Linked DNA regions of Mus musculus: region 2 is linked to region 1. The links are chromatin contacts, called in public HiChIP or PLAC-seq maps. All regions are on one chromosome and are shown on one strand. The core of a region is the stretch at or near the end of the contact, and the rest is flanking DNA. Distances in the headings are between cores, read along the strand shown. Region 1 has its middle 44 kb from the start of Gm36535. Region 2 has its middle 72 kb from the start of Gm30032.

Evidence for each region. HiChIP or PLAC-seq counts read pairs in DNA pulled down with a chosen protein or histone mark.
Region 2: a contact with region 1 is called in an H3K4me3 HiChIP or PLAC-seq map of embryonic basal ganglia, with 2.6 times the contacts expected there. The contact joins two enhancer-like sites. A contact is called at or near these places in 1 of 484 Hi-C or Micro-C datasets (nephron progenitors), 2 of 115 datasets of contacts at active chromatin or transcription factors (embryonic basal ganglia and embryonic forebrain) and 1 of 9 other capture datasets (embryonic tail).

Annotation. Positions count from the first base shown.
Region 1 is chr5:111,834,422-111,840,437 of GRCm38.p6, reverse strand. No RefSeq gene overlaps it. Among named protein-coding and RNA genes, the nearest start is that of Gm36535, 44 kb to the right of the region's middle. Within about 2 kb of position 4,382, at least 35 of the 459 cell types and tissues checked have an H3K27ac peak or open chromatin away from gene starts, as enhancers often do. A contact at or near this core is called in embryonic basal ganglia, where this site is marked.
Region 2 is chr5:112,046,155-112,051,704 of GRCm38.p6, reverse strand. No RefSeq gene overlaps it. Among named protein-coding and RNA genes, the nearest start is that of Gm30032, 72 kb to the left of the region's middle. Within about 2 kb of position 1,449, at least 20 of the 459 cell types and tissues checked have an H3K27ac peak or open chromatin away from gene starts, as enhancers often do. A contact at or near this core is called in embryonic basal ganglia, where this site is marked.

The DNA.
Region 1 (6,016 bases), core at 3,133-5,632:
TTTGTTTTGTTTTTCAGTTCTGTATATGGGAGCTAAGGACTCCTACATGAAAGGCAAGCAATCTATTTGCTATTAGATAGGTGGAGAGGGAGTGAGAGGTGGAAGGACAGAAGAGTAGATGGATAGAGGAACCAAGGGATGAGTGGATGGGCGGGTGGATGGATGGAGGGAGGGAGGGAGGGAGGGAGGGAGGGGAGGAGGGAGTGAGGGAGGGAGGGATGGGTTGGTGGATGAGTGGAAGAGTTGATAAGTGGATGGATGGATGGATGGATGGATGATGGATGGATGGATGGATGATGGATGGATGAGTGAGTGGGTGGGTAGATGAGTGAGTGGATGAGTGAATGGATGGATGGATGGATGAGTGGGTGGATGGATGAGTGGGTAGATGAATAGATATATGGATGGATGAGTGGATGGATGGATGAATGGATGAGTGGATGGATGGATGGGTGGATTAGTGGATAGCCCCATGAGAATCATTTCTTCACTGGAGACCTCATAAGTTTTCCATGTTTTTTGACATTGACTACAGTGGTCTGACTCAGAGTAGCTTCTAATCTGGGCCATCTAGCCACCCTGTGGATGGACGGACTGTGGAAAGATGAATTAATAGATAAAGAAATGGGTGGATGGATGGGTGAGTGGATGGATGATGTGTGGATGGACAGATGGAAGAACAGGTGGGTAGATGGGCATGTGGGTGGATGGAGGGGTGGAAGGATACCTGCGTGGATCTGTCTCTGGGGGGAGAAGCTGTCTGTATCCTCACTAGCATTTCCTGAAGGTGCTTGCTCTAAAGGTGATGGCCTGAGCAATGTGCTACCCCTGTATTAACTTCCTGTTAACTTTGCTGCAGGGCCATTTCTGCCAAGCAGGGTAGCGATTGACTGAGTTTTCAAAGATAGGAAGGCCTTTTCTGCTGGGCCACTCCATAGACTCCAGAGTTTCACACTGTAGCCAGGCTAGGCTAATTTCCAAAGCCTCTTGATCAGTCCCCAAGTGCTGAGATAACCAGGATGAACCATCCTGCCTGGCTTATGTCAACTCCATCCCTGGGATTTTAGAGATCTGATTTATTACTAGAATGAAGTGGAGAGCTTGACATTGTGTCTTCATAATGTGTCTTCCCCCTGTGCTGCCTTGGCCTTCCAATGTTCTCCAGTGTCTCCTCCAGAAGTACCCCACTGAGCTGGTTTTGGAAATCTGTAGCTAGCTAGCTTGTCCTAGTGTCTTTCTCCTCTCACCTCATCAGCAAAGGCACCTATCAGCCAGCATGACCAAAAGCACCAGTCCATGGAAGGATGGAAAAGAGGTGGTACCCATCACATGGGAGATCTCTGCCCTTTCCCAGAAAGAATAAGATATCCCGTGTTTGATTTATTATCATAGTCTGTCTCTCTTCTCCACCATTTATATCCTCATTCTCTCTGGATAGGGAAGTTGTTGGGTGATCAATTCTCTGTTCTTTAGCTACCTTCTTTGTGTGTATCTTTTGGACACGGGCTTCTGTGAAATGAACTCCGGACCAGTCATGGATGAATGGGTTGTAAGTGGATGGGTACATGGTGGTACGAAGTGGCTGGTAAGTGGATCCCTGGTCCATGGGTGGATAAAGCTGCTTCTCAGACTTCCTTCAAGAAAAGTCCTCCGGGATGTGGCGAGCACTTTATCCACAGGGCAAGCCCCTCTCCACCCTTCGAATGGTTTTAATCTGCCGTTCCCAAGGAGGAGTGCGGGACCAGGGCAAATGTCTTTTGGTGACTGCTAATGAAAACCCAGATCCGTTACCAACTAAGGTACTCGGTTGAAGGACTTGGTTTCCCCATCCATGTCACACAACCCATGGAAAGCCCAAACACAGAATCGGTAGTTATTTTGAACTCAGAAATGATGGTTCTGGGATTCCCAGGGCCATTCTCTGCAGGGGCAGAGTCACACCCAGTCTCTCACCTCCAGGAGCTCCTGGGAACCTCTCCCAGCCCAAGTCAAACAGATCCGCCCAGCTGCCTCAAACACCACTGCAAAATCACAGGCAACGGGGCAGAAAACCCAATTATTCTCAGCTGTTACTCTTCTTAATTTAATATTTCCAGCAAGTTCCCTGAGCCCGTGCCGCCTCAGAACGAGATGTGTATTTGGGCTCTACTGCTCGGTGTTACATGCTGATGGAGCCAGCCACTCTGCTGAGGTGATTTGTAAGCGGGCTGCCCCTCCCATGGTCTGGGGACTTTTATAGAGTATTACTGGAAGAGATACTCAACCCAAGAAGTCTTTATAATGACAGGTATAGTAGGGACAGCATAGAAACCTGACCTAGCTTGGCATCCATCCCCCTCCTGAACTGCAGGACAAGAGACTTCTGAGCAAGCAAAGGATGGGGTGTGTTACTCTGTGGTCTCGTGTGATCCTGTATTTAAACAGTGTGTGAGCACATGCATGTATGTTCATGTATAAGGCCAGGGCTCCATGCCCACTAACTTCCTGTATTACTTTCCACTGTACATTTTGAGGCAAGGTCTCTCGTAGAACCTGGAGCTTGCCTCCTGTCTGGGCTGGCAGTTCTGTGAGTCCTGGGATCCTCCTGGCTGTGATCTCCAAGCTGGGATCAATCACAGGCCTGGCGGCACCAAGCTGGACTTTTTCTGTGGGTGCTGGGGAGGGTACTCGGTCTCTTGCACCATGCTTTCCTGATCAACACTTTACAGACATGGCCATCCCTATGCCCAAGACTGTCATTTTGGGGGGATTCATTTAAGGAAGAGTTGCTCTCTATGTCCCCATTATTCTCTTCGACACATTAGAGTCCTAGGTCCCGGATGCCAGGCCTCCAGTGGAGCAACTCACAAACACTGTGTGTCCTGTCCCACTCTCCTGCAAGGCATGAACATCTTGAAGAAGATGATGATGATGGAGAGGTTTGAGGCTAGAGAGGGAAGGTGATAGCAGTGGCTTCAAATCTAAAGTAACCAGGACATAAAAGCTGTCCAGGGGTTGAGGAAGGTGGATCTGCTAAGTCCCAGGATCTGGCATGGGAAGCCAGGATGTCTTGTAGAGTGCGCATGGCAGAGCTGTGTGGCAGGGCTGTGTGGCAGGCCTGTGGAGGGTTCATTCTCTGTCCCTCGTCTCTTGCAGATTCTGTCTTTGGCTTCCCTGGAAGCTGAGGCTCAAGGCTCTCTCTGCACAGAGCAGGGGAAAGGTGGGAGTAATCATGGGAGACATGTCACGGGGAACAGTGAGGACAGTCAGGATGTGACTGTCTGAGGAAGGCTGTAAGGGAGGGCCTATGGAAGCAGCTGCCCCACGTACAAGCCACCGTCCCACTCCACACTCCACCCAAGGACCCTGGCTGAGGGTCAAACCCTCCTTAGCTCTTCCCATTATTCCATCAGCTTGGGGCTGTCATTAGCCCCCAGCACCAAACAAAGGCCCCTCGTCCAGGCGGCTGCATCCGCTGGGCTAATTAATTGGATTAATGGCAGAGCAGCCCACACTGGGGCTGCGGGATCACTTCAATGAGTCTTCCACACCCGTCCCCCGAGTCTTTGGGGTATGGGGAGGCAAATTGAGTTAAAATTGAAGAGATGGCTGCATTCATTAGCCCGCCCACCCTCTGAAGTCGCTGGTTAATATGCAAACTATTAATATGCAAATCAGCACAAATGCAAAATAGAAGAGTGAGCGCTCCCTCCTTTGGAAACCAGCTCTAGCCGCCATGGCTTCCAGCAGAAGGTGGAGGCCGGTGCCTTGGCACAGATCTGAGGTGGGAGGCAGAGCTCAGTGTCAGAAATCAATTAAAAATGGTAACTGTGCACTTTATCAGGTGCAACACTGTTCACCTGTACCAGCCCCCAGGGCGGCTGGAAGAGGCTGGTCTGGACCATTTTTGCCTTTGCAGGCTTTGGCTTTGCGGCTTTGAGCAACCCCCCTCCAAGCAATCAGGAAGCAGGTCCTGTTACAGTTTGATCGCCAGAGGTCAGAAGTCAAAGCAGAAAGCTCACCTAGGTGCTGCCTGTGGTAGGGATTCCTGGATTCAAGCAATTGTTTCATGGGTGAAATCGTTTGCTCCTTTTCAATGAGCTTGTTTCTCAACCAACCATTGCCACATGCTTTAGATATTAAAGGGAGAGAGAAGGGAGGGAGGGAAGGGAGGCGAAAGAGTGAGGAAAGACACGGAAGGGAGGAGGGAGAGTCCTTTTGGTTTCTGTCTCTGTGTCCTTTCCCAGAAGCAGGCAAGCTGCTATTTGCACAGGTTCCTGTTACACCCTAGCTGCACTCATCAGAAACAGCCACTTTCCTCTCATTCCAAGCAGAGGTTGCCCAGCGCACACCCACACCTAGCTCCGCTGATCAGTTACATTGTATCTGAAGTCCTCCCTCACTCTGCTACACACGCTATGCTCCCTCGGAAGAGCTAGGTTCCTGGCTCACATGCTATCACCACAGCGTCGGTGGAATTCTTAGCATGCGGAACATTGGGCATCTGTGGTGATGACAGGCAGCACGGCATCCCCAGGTGCCGTGGGCAGGGATGCCTGTGGCTACAGTCCTCTGTGAGAAGCAGAAAGCATTTCTGTTCTATCCAGCCCTTGGGTCCCACGGCGGAAGCATGTCTCCCCCAACTAGGGAACACAGGGTCTCAATGTGTGACTTATCTCTAATGCTGGGTGGTTTTGGAACTATGTTGGTTAGGGTCCCCCCCCCCCCCCTTTTAACCTGACACACGCTAGAGTTGTCTAATAAGAGCTAACCTTGATTTAGAAAATGCCTCCCTCGGGCTGGCCTGTAGGCAAGCCTGTAGGGTGTTTTCTTGATTGGTGATTGATGTGTAAGGGTCTGTCTTACTGTGGGTGGTACCATGTCTGGGCCAGGATTATAAGAAAACCAACCGAACAAGCCAGGGGGCAGGGGGGAGCAAGCCAGTAAGTAGTGTTCCTCCAATGACTTCTGCTTCCGTTCCTGCTTCCAGATTCCTGCCCTGACTTCCGTCTGTAATGGACTGTGATAGAGTATATCACATATGTGGTAGGGATATATAAGCCAGATAAACCCTTTCTTCTCCAAGTTGCTTTAGATTATACGGTTTCACCACAGCAATAGAATCCCTGACTAAATCACAAATTGGTACCAGAGAGTGGACTGTTCCTGTGACAGATCTGACCATGTTTGGGGGAGGATTGTGGGAGGAGATTGGAACATCAGGCTAGAAAAGCTATTGAGTGTTCAGAGCTTAGGGGAACACAGGGTACTGCTAAAAGCAGTGCAGAGAACGGAGGTCTAGCTTCAAGTTTCTGAGGAAAGTGATGACTCTATCAGGGCCCTTTGTGTGATATTTTGAATTAGAATCTGTGGTTATGATCAGTCGGAACTGAAAGTTGGCTGTGATTAACAAGAGACCAGACCATTGATGTGACATCTTTGCTGTGCCGGGACAGCTGATGCTGGTTGGCTAGGGCTGAAGAGTCAGCAGAGGTTAAGAAGAGGCTAGCATCACTGAGGCAGGAGCTGATAAGTGTTTTCTTGGGGGAAGCACACAGAAGCCATAGCCCAGAGGGGTCTACAGTTGGCAGCCAAACTTGGTAATGTGTGACAATTTCCCGGGTGTTAATGATTTTGAAGGCATGAAGGGCTCATGGAGAAAGACTGAGGCTTTGCACCACATGGTAGGGTCAGTGATCCTGAGGAGAAACCAGGAGACCATTGGCTAAGGTGCAGCCTGCGGTGATCCTAGCATATTGATGTTCCTGCAGCTGTGGGATGATCATCAAGGACAGCAGCAGCTGTGAGGTAGAGCCGGCCTGAGTCTGTGAGACATACTGTGAGCTTCAGATCCACAGAAACAGAGGAGTAGATCTGCCCAAGCTCTTTGCCGTTCAGAATGATCCCCAGACATTAAGCGCTAAACCTTTTACACCATTGATTTTTTTCTCCTTTTTATTTACTCTTCTCTCCTATATTATATCCTATATATGGTTGGTATATGATATACAATACACTCTCCTATATTATATCCCAT
Region 2 (5,550 bases), core at 200-2,699, 210 kb before region 1:
CTACCGTTGTGAGCTGTGGTTACCCCAAGGACTTAGTCTTCCTGTTGCTCCAGTCTCCAGCATCCCCCATCCCTGACAAGATGTCTGTCTTCACAGATGAGGAAACAGATGACCGGAGGGCTGAACCTTTATAATTCCTAGGCACCTTTGCTGGTGTCCAGCCCCTCGAACAGCCCACAGTGTCTCCTCCTGGAGCACCCTCCAATGGGCAGATGGGTCAGGTCCCTTCCTTCTTTGCCCATCATTAATTTTGTGATATGAAAGAGGGGGTACTGACCCTCTCCAGTCCTCACCCATGCTCTGCCAAGCATAAGCCTGGACCCACCCATGTGTCGATGCCCTCTTGTTGGCCAAGTGGTTCTGGGATAGTGAGAGGACCCTAGATCACTCAACCTTCCACTTACCCTGGGACTTTGGTCGAGAGTCTCTCTCTCTCTCTCTCTCTCTCTCTCTCTCTCTCTCTCTCTCTCTCTCTCTCTCTCTCTCTCCTGCTCTCCTCTCCAGCTTTCACTGTCTCCTTACATGAAGATGATGACATGAGCTTACTCTGCTGTGAGACTTGGCCCTGTGCCCAGCTTGGGGGAAGCACCAGTCAGGTTGGTGGGGATAGTCATGTCCTCCTGCCTACAATGAGGAACACCGAGCTCCTCAGCGCTGGTCTTCCAGGGCCCCAGCCTCTGAGTCAGAGCCGGGTATGAAGAAGGAACAATTTTCTGACCCTGCGTTCAGGCTGCCAGAGCCATTTAGGGGTGTCAGACAAGGAGTAGCCCCTAACACCCAAGCTGCCTAGGTGGTGGCCGGCGTTGGGGTGGCTTCCTCTGACCTTAAACCCTAACGCTCCTGCCCACATCTGCAGCTAAATAAACCAAGTAATCATGCTGGCAGATAGATAATTAAATAATTATCAGGCACTTAATAACGAGGAGTGGGAGCCCTGCCTCTCCGCATTAGACAGTGTCTTTGAGGGCTAATTGTTGCATTACATCAGAGTCCCCTCATTCATTACTCTTGTCATTTCGGGTGATAATTTGCACTTTAGGAGACAGCGACAATTTTAGCAGGCAATTAGAGACGTGTCAGGCCTGGCCCTGTGAGTTACTGTCACAATTATTGCCCTCCCCCCCACACCCCACCGTCCTCATTTGCAACCATGTATTTAAGGGGATTTGGGTAATTCTAGGTCTGGGTAAAACAGCCAACCCATGGGACGGTGGAAGGTCTGGGGATCGGGCAGATACCAGTACCAGAGCAGGGGAGGGATGCTGTACACAGATCTGCAGGGATGGGGCTTCTCGTTGGTGGACAGAAACTGCATCTAGTCGCCCATCAGTGGGGTTCTCCTTCCCTGGTGGCTCTTGATGTTCTTCCACCCTTCCCGGGCATCTTTCTCAGCTCTTTTATAACCGCTTGAGTGCACGTGATTAAGATCTCTTTGCAAGTCTCTGAGAGGCAGGAGAGAATCAGAATGGGCGGAGGAAAGAGGAACGGAGACAGGGAACTGGGAAGTATTCACTAGGGTTTTTAAACCGTAATTTTATTTTCTGTGTTTTGGCATCTTGGGGACTGTTGGGCCTGGGGATAGACTGCTCTTTCCAGATCAGCTGGTTTCTACAGACAGGGGCAAACCAGCTGGATCCCAGCACGACCCCACCCACCTGCTCACTTTACCAGGATTCTACCACCTGGGGGGCCTTGTCCTCAACCGGGAGTCAGCCTGCGCTGAGTCATCCTGAGCCTTACTTACTTAGCTGGGGTTTCTGTTGCTGTGCTGAAACATGGTGGCTAAAAGCAACTTGTGAAGGGGAAGGGCTTATTTTACCTTACACTTTTCTGCATCATGGTTCATCACTGAGGTAAGTCAGCAGGGACTCAAGGCTGGACCCTGGAGGCAGGAGATGAAGTGACACCATAGAAGAATGCTGCTTATTGGCATGCTCCCCATGGCTTGCTCATGCTTTCTTATACCACCCAGGATTCCCTACCCAGGGATGGCGTAATCTACAGAGGGCTGCTCCCTCCCTCCCACATCAATCATCGATCAAGAAAATACCCTATATCCTTGCCCACAGGCCAGTCCTATGGAGAAAGTTCTCAGTTATGATTCCCATTTTCCAGATTAGTCTAGGTTTGTCTCAAGTTGACATAAAAGTAGCTAGCACAGATGGGCAGTGGGTAACCCAGGACTGCCCCTACCTAAAGTTCACTGAAGCTACCAAATAGGCAGCCCGCTATCTACTTGCAGATCTAGACCTCCTCCCACCATGCTATGGCAGAAAGCTCTGATCCATATTCATCCTTGCTTTCTGCCTCCAGCAGACTCCAGTGCCTCCCGGACTGGAACCCGCAGGTGCAGACACTCCCTGGGTGTTTGGGGACTGTGCCTCTGTAGAACACTGCTTATCTCTTGGTCCCCTTGGCAGGAAGAGGAGAGAGGGGGGAGGAGAGAGGGAGTAGAGGGGGAAAGGAGAGAGGAAAGAAGAGGAGAGAGGGAGGAAGAGGAGAGAGGGTAGGGGAGAAGGAGCAAGAAACAGGGAAGGGAAGAGAGGGAGAGAGGAAGAGAAACACACACAGGGGTGGGGCAAGAGAAACAGAGCTGGGAGGGCAGAGAAAGGGCGATACTCAAAAGTTGTGTTTGAGAGCAATACGTTTTCACTGACTCCTCATCATTAAAGCCCGGTGCCTGGGTTTATGACTTCCTTGATCCTGAGAAACTCCACAAGACCATGAGTTAGCAAAACATATTTTGACTGGCTACAGGAGACTCAGAGGAAAAAGCACTGTCACACTCAAGTGCAAAATTCCACAAAAAAAGAGGAATTGAAACTGTAGCCACCACCTTGCAACTATATCCTGAGCCATAAGACAAGAAAAGCATTCTATGGCCTAAGCTGCTTCTTTCCCAACAGCTGTCAGTGGAAAATGCCTGCATCCACTTCCGGGTCATAGGACACCTGCATGGAGATGTGTGTTGTCCAGAATGTGGGTTAGCCTCAGTTTTCCTGTGTTTTAAGTTCTGGAACCTGGGTTGTACCTGTCTCATCTCAGAGGTGTGAGCTCTGATCTGCAGGGAAATGAAACAGACAGAGGCTGTGAGCCACTGTTCTGAGTAAATGACCCAGAGGTTTAGCCTTCGTTCTCAAGCTCTTACTGTTGTGGTTGTATGTTCCCCATGTGACTTCACTGGGACAGCCTCCCTGTTCCCAGAAACACATGGCTGTGTGTCTCTGGTTTCTGTTGTGTTGGGACCTGACCCGAGAAGGACCTCTGTTGTGCTGGCTGGCTGTGCACTGTGAGAGGAAGCCACCATCCCCTACACCCTTGAGCCCACTGCATAACTGAGAGCAGAAGGCAGGTACCTGTTGCTGTTCTTGTTGCCATGACAAAAGTCACTTAAGGGAAGAAGGGCTTGTTTTGTTCAGAGGTTCTGTCCATAGTGGTGGCAGTGTAAAGGAAGAGATGGCCCACCTCATGAACAGGAAGGGAGAGGAGGGAAGGAGCTAGGGCGCAGGAATTCCCCTAAAGTCCCACTCTGCCAGTGACCACTTTCTCCAATCACACCCACTACTGAAACATTCCAGAACCTTCTAAAATAATAATACTCAGAGTACAGACCTTGAGGAGATAGCTCATATTCAGATGACCACACAGATGTCCCACACTTCCTATGAGCCTAGCTCTGTAGCTCTGAGCTCACCGCTGCAGCCCCTTCTACAGATGTGGAGACTGAGGCTTAGGGAAGAGCCATTTCTTGAGGAAAGGTAATCAGGCAGAGGGAAGGTTGGGTCTGACTCAGGATCAGACCACAATCCTCCCTGTTACTCCAGGAAAGGTCATTGACCTCATACAGAGCCTTTCTGGAAATACTACTTCCACTCCAGCATGAGGAATAGTGGTACAGGGCATAGAACATCCCCTTTGTACATTCAAAAACTATAAGCCAATCCTGGGGGCTCTCTTCAGGAACACTAGAAAATTGAAAGGAAGGGAGATGGGGGAGGGTTCAAGGTCGTACCGTGCAACCTAGGAAGATGGTATCTCAAAATACAAAATGTTGAAAATAGATCTCCAGGCATAGCTCAGAGGTGCTTGAGGCTTAACCCTCATCCAAAATAAAATTTAAATATATATTAATGTATATATCTAGAGCCAGAGATGGTGGCACTTGTCTATTATGCCAATAGTTTGGAGTCTAAGGTGGGAGAATTGCAAGTTTGAGGCCAGCCTGTTCTATACAGTGAGACTCCACCATCTCTCTCTCTCTCTCTCTCTCTCTCTCTCTCTCTCTCTCTCACACACACACACACACACACACACACACACACACACACACACAAACACATACACATACACAGAGGGAGATAGGGAGGGAAGGAAGGAGGTGAAAGAGAGAGAGAGAGAGAGAGCAATTGCAAGCCACTGACAAGTAGCTGTGATTGTCCTCTGTGTTTCAGTAACACATGTAAATTCACAGGCAAGTATAAATACACGCATGCACACACACACACACACACACACACACACACACACATGTGCACACACACACATTTGCACAAGCTAAATGGAGTTAATGAAGTTAAAAACACAGATGACTTGATCTTTCCCAACCGTAGGAGAGCTGCTGCTCTGAAGAGGATCAGATCTAGGCAACTACAAATCCTTGCTGTGGTTTCCTTGGTTTTCACAGCAATCACTGGCCAATCTCAGCAGACAGAGATTGTGTGTCTAACAGTTATGGCAGTCTGTAACCAGGGACAAGCTCAGGAATCGGGCTGGCATGTTATTTCATCCGGAGTCCATGCAGTGGGAATCAGGGGTGTCCGGTGGACCTGACTGTGTCCTAGTCGGTGAGAGTTCCTCTAAGAGGCTGGCCACAGCTCAGGGATCAGCAACTTCCCTGCATCCCCTGGGCTCTGTCACCGTGCAGTTTCAGATGTTCATCCAACGTGTGTTTATTGAGCATCTAGTGTGTAGATGCTCTGGGGACCCTTTAACCAGGAGGAGGGCAGAGTGGAGAGGAAGGAAGGGAGGGGAGGGTGAAAAGGTGTTATATCTGGGAAGTGGAGGCAGCCATCATTAGCAGGTTAAGAGGGTTCAGTTGATATAAATTGCGCAGGTTGAGATCTGGTCAAATTGCTATTCTCAGCGCTGGCGGCTGCAGAAGCGGTTGAGGGGCGGAGTGGGTGGTGGGTGGGGGTGTGCTCAGGTGAGGCAGATGGCTCAGGCTGAGAGTCAAATGGAAAGAGACGCTTGTACTGGGTACCGTTTGGTGGTGCATGGCTGACATAGTAGATGTCATGAGGAGAGAAGGCTGAGCCAGGACTCATAAGCTTCGAGCTGTGATGCAAAGGGCATAGGTGGAACAATCAGAGAAGGGAGAGGTGGATGATGGTATAGGAGCTTGAGAGGTCTTTAGTTTCTGGAGGGAGATGGTGAATGAGGCTGGGTTGGGTTGTGGAGAGTTTAGGGGACTTCTTCCCAATGATTGCCTTAAATCATGCAGACAGTTCCCAGTCTGGGGGTGGAGACATCTCAGGGAACACTGATGGCCAG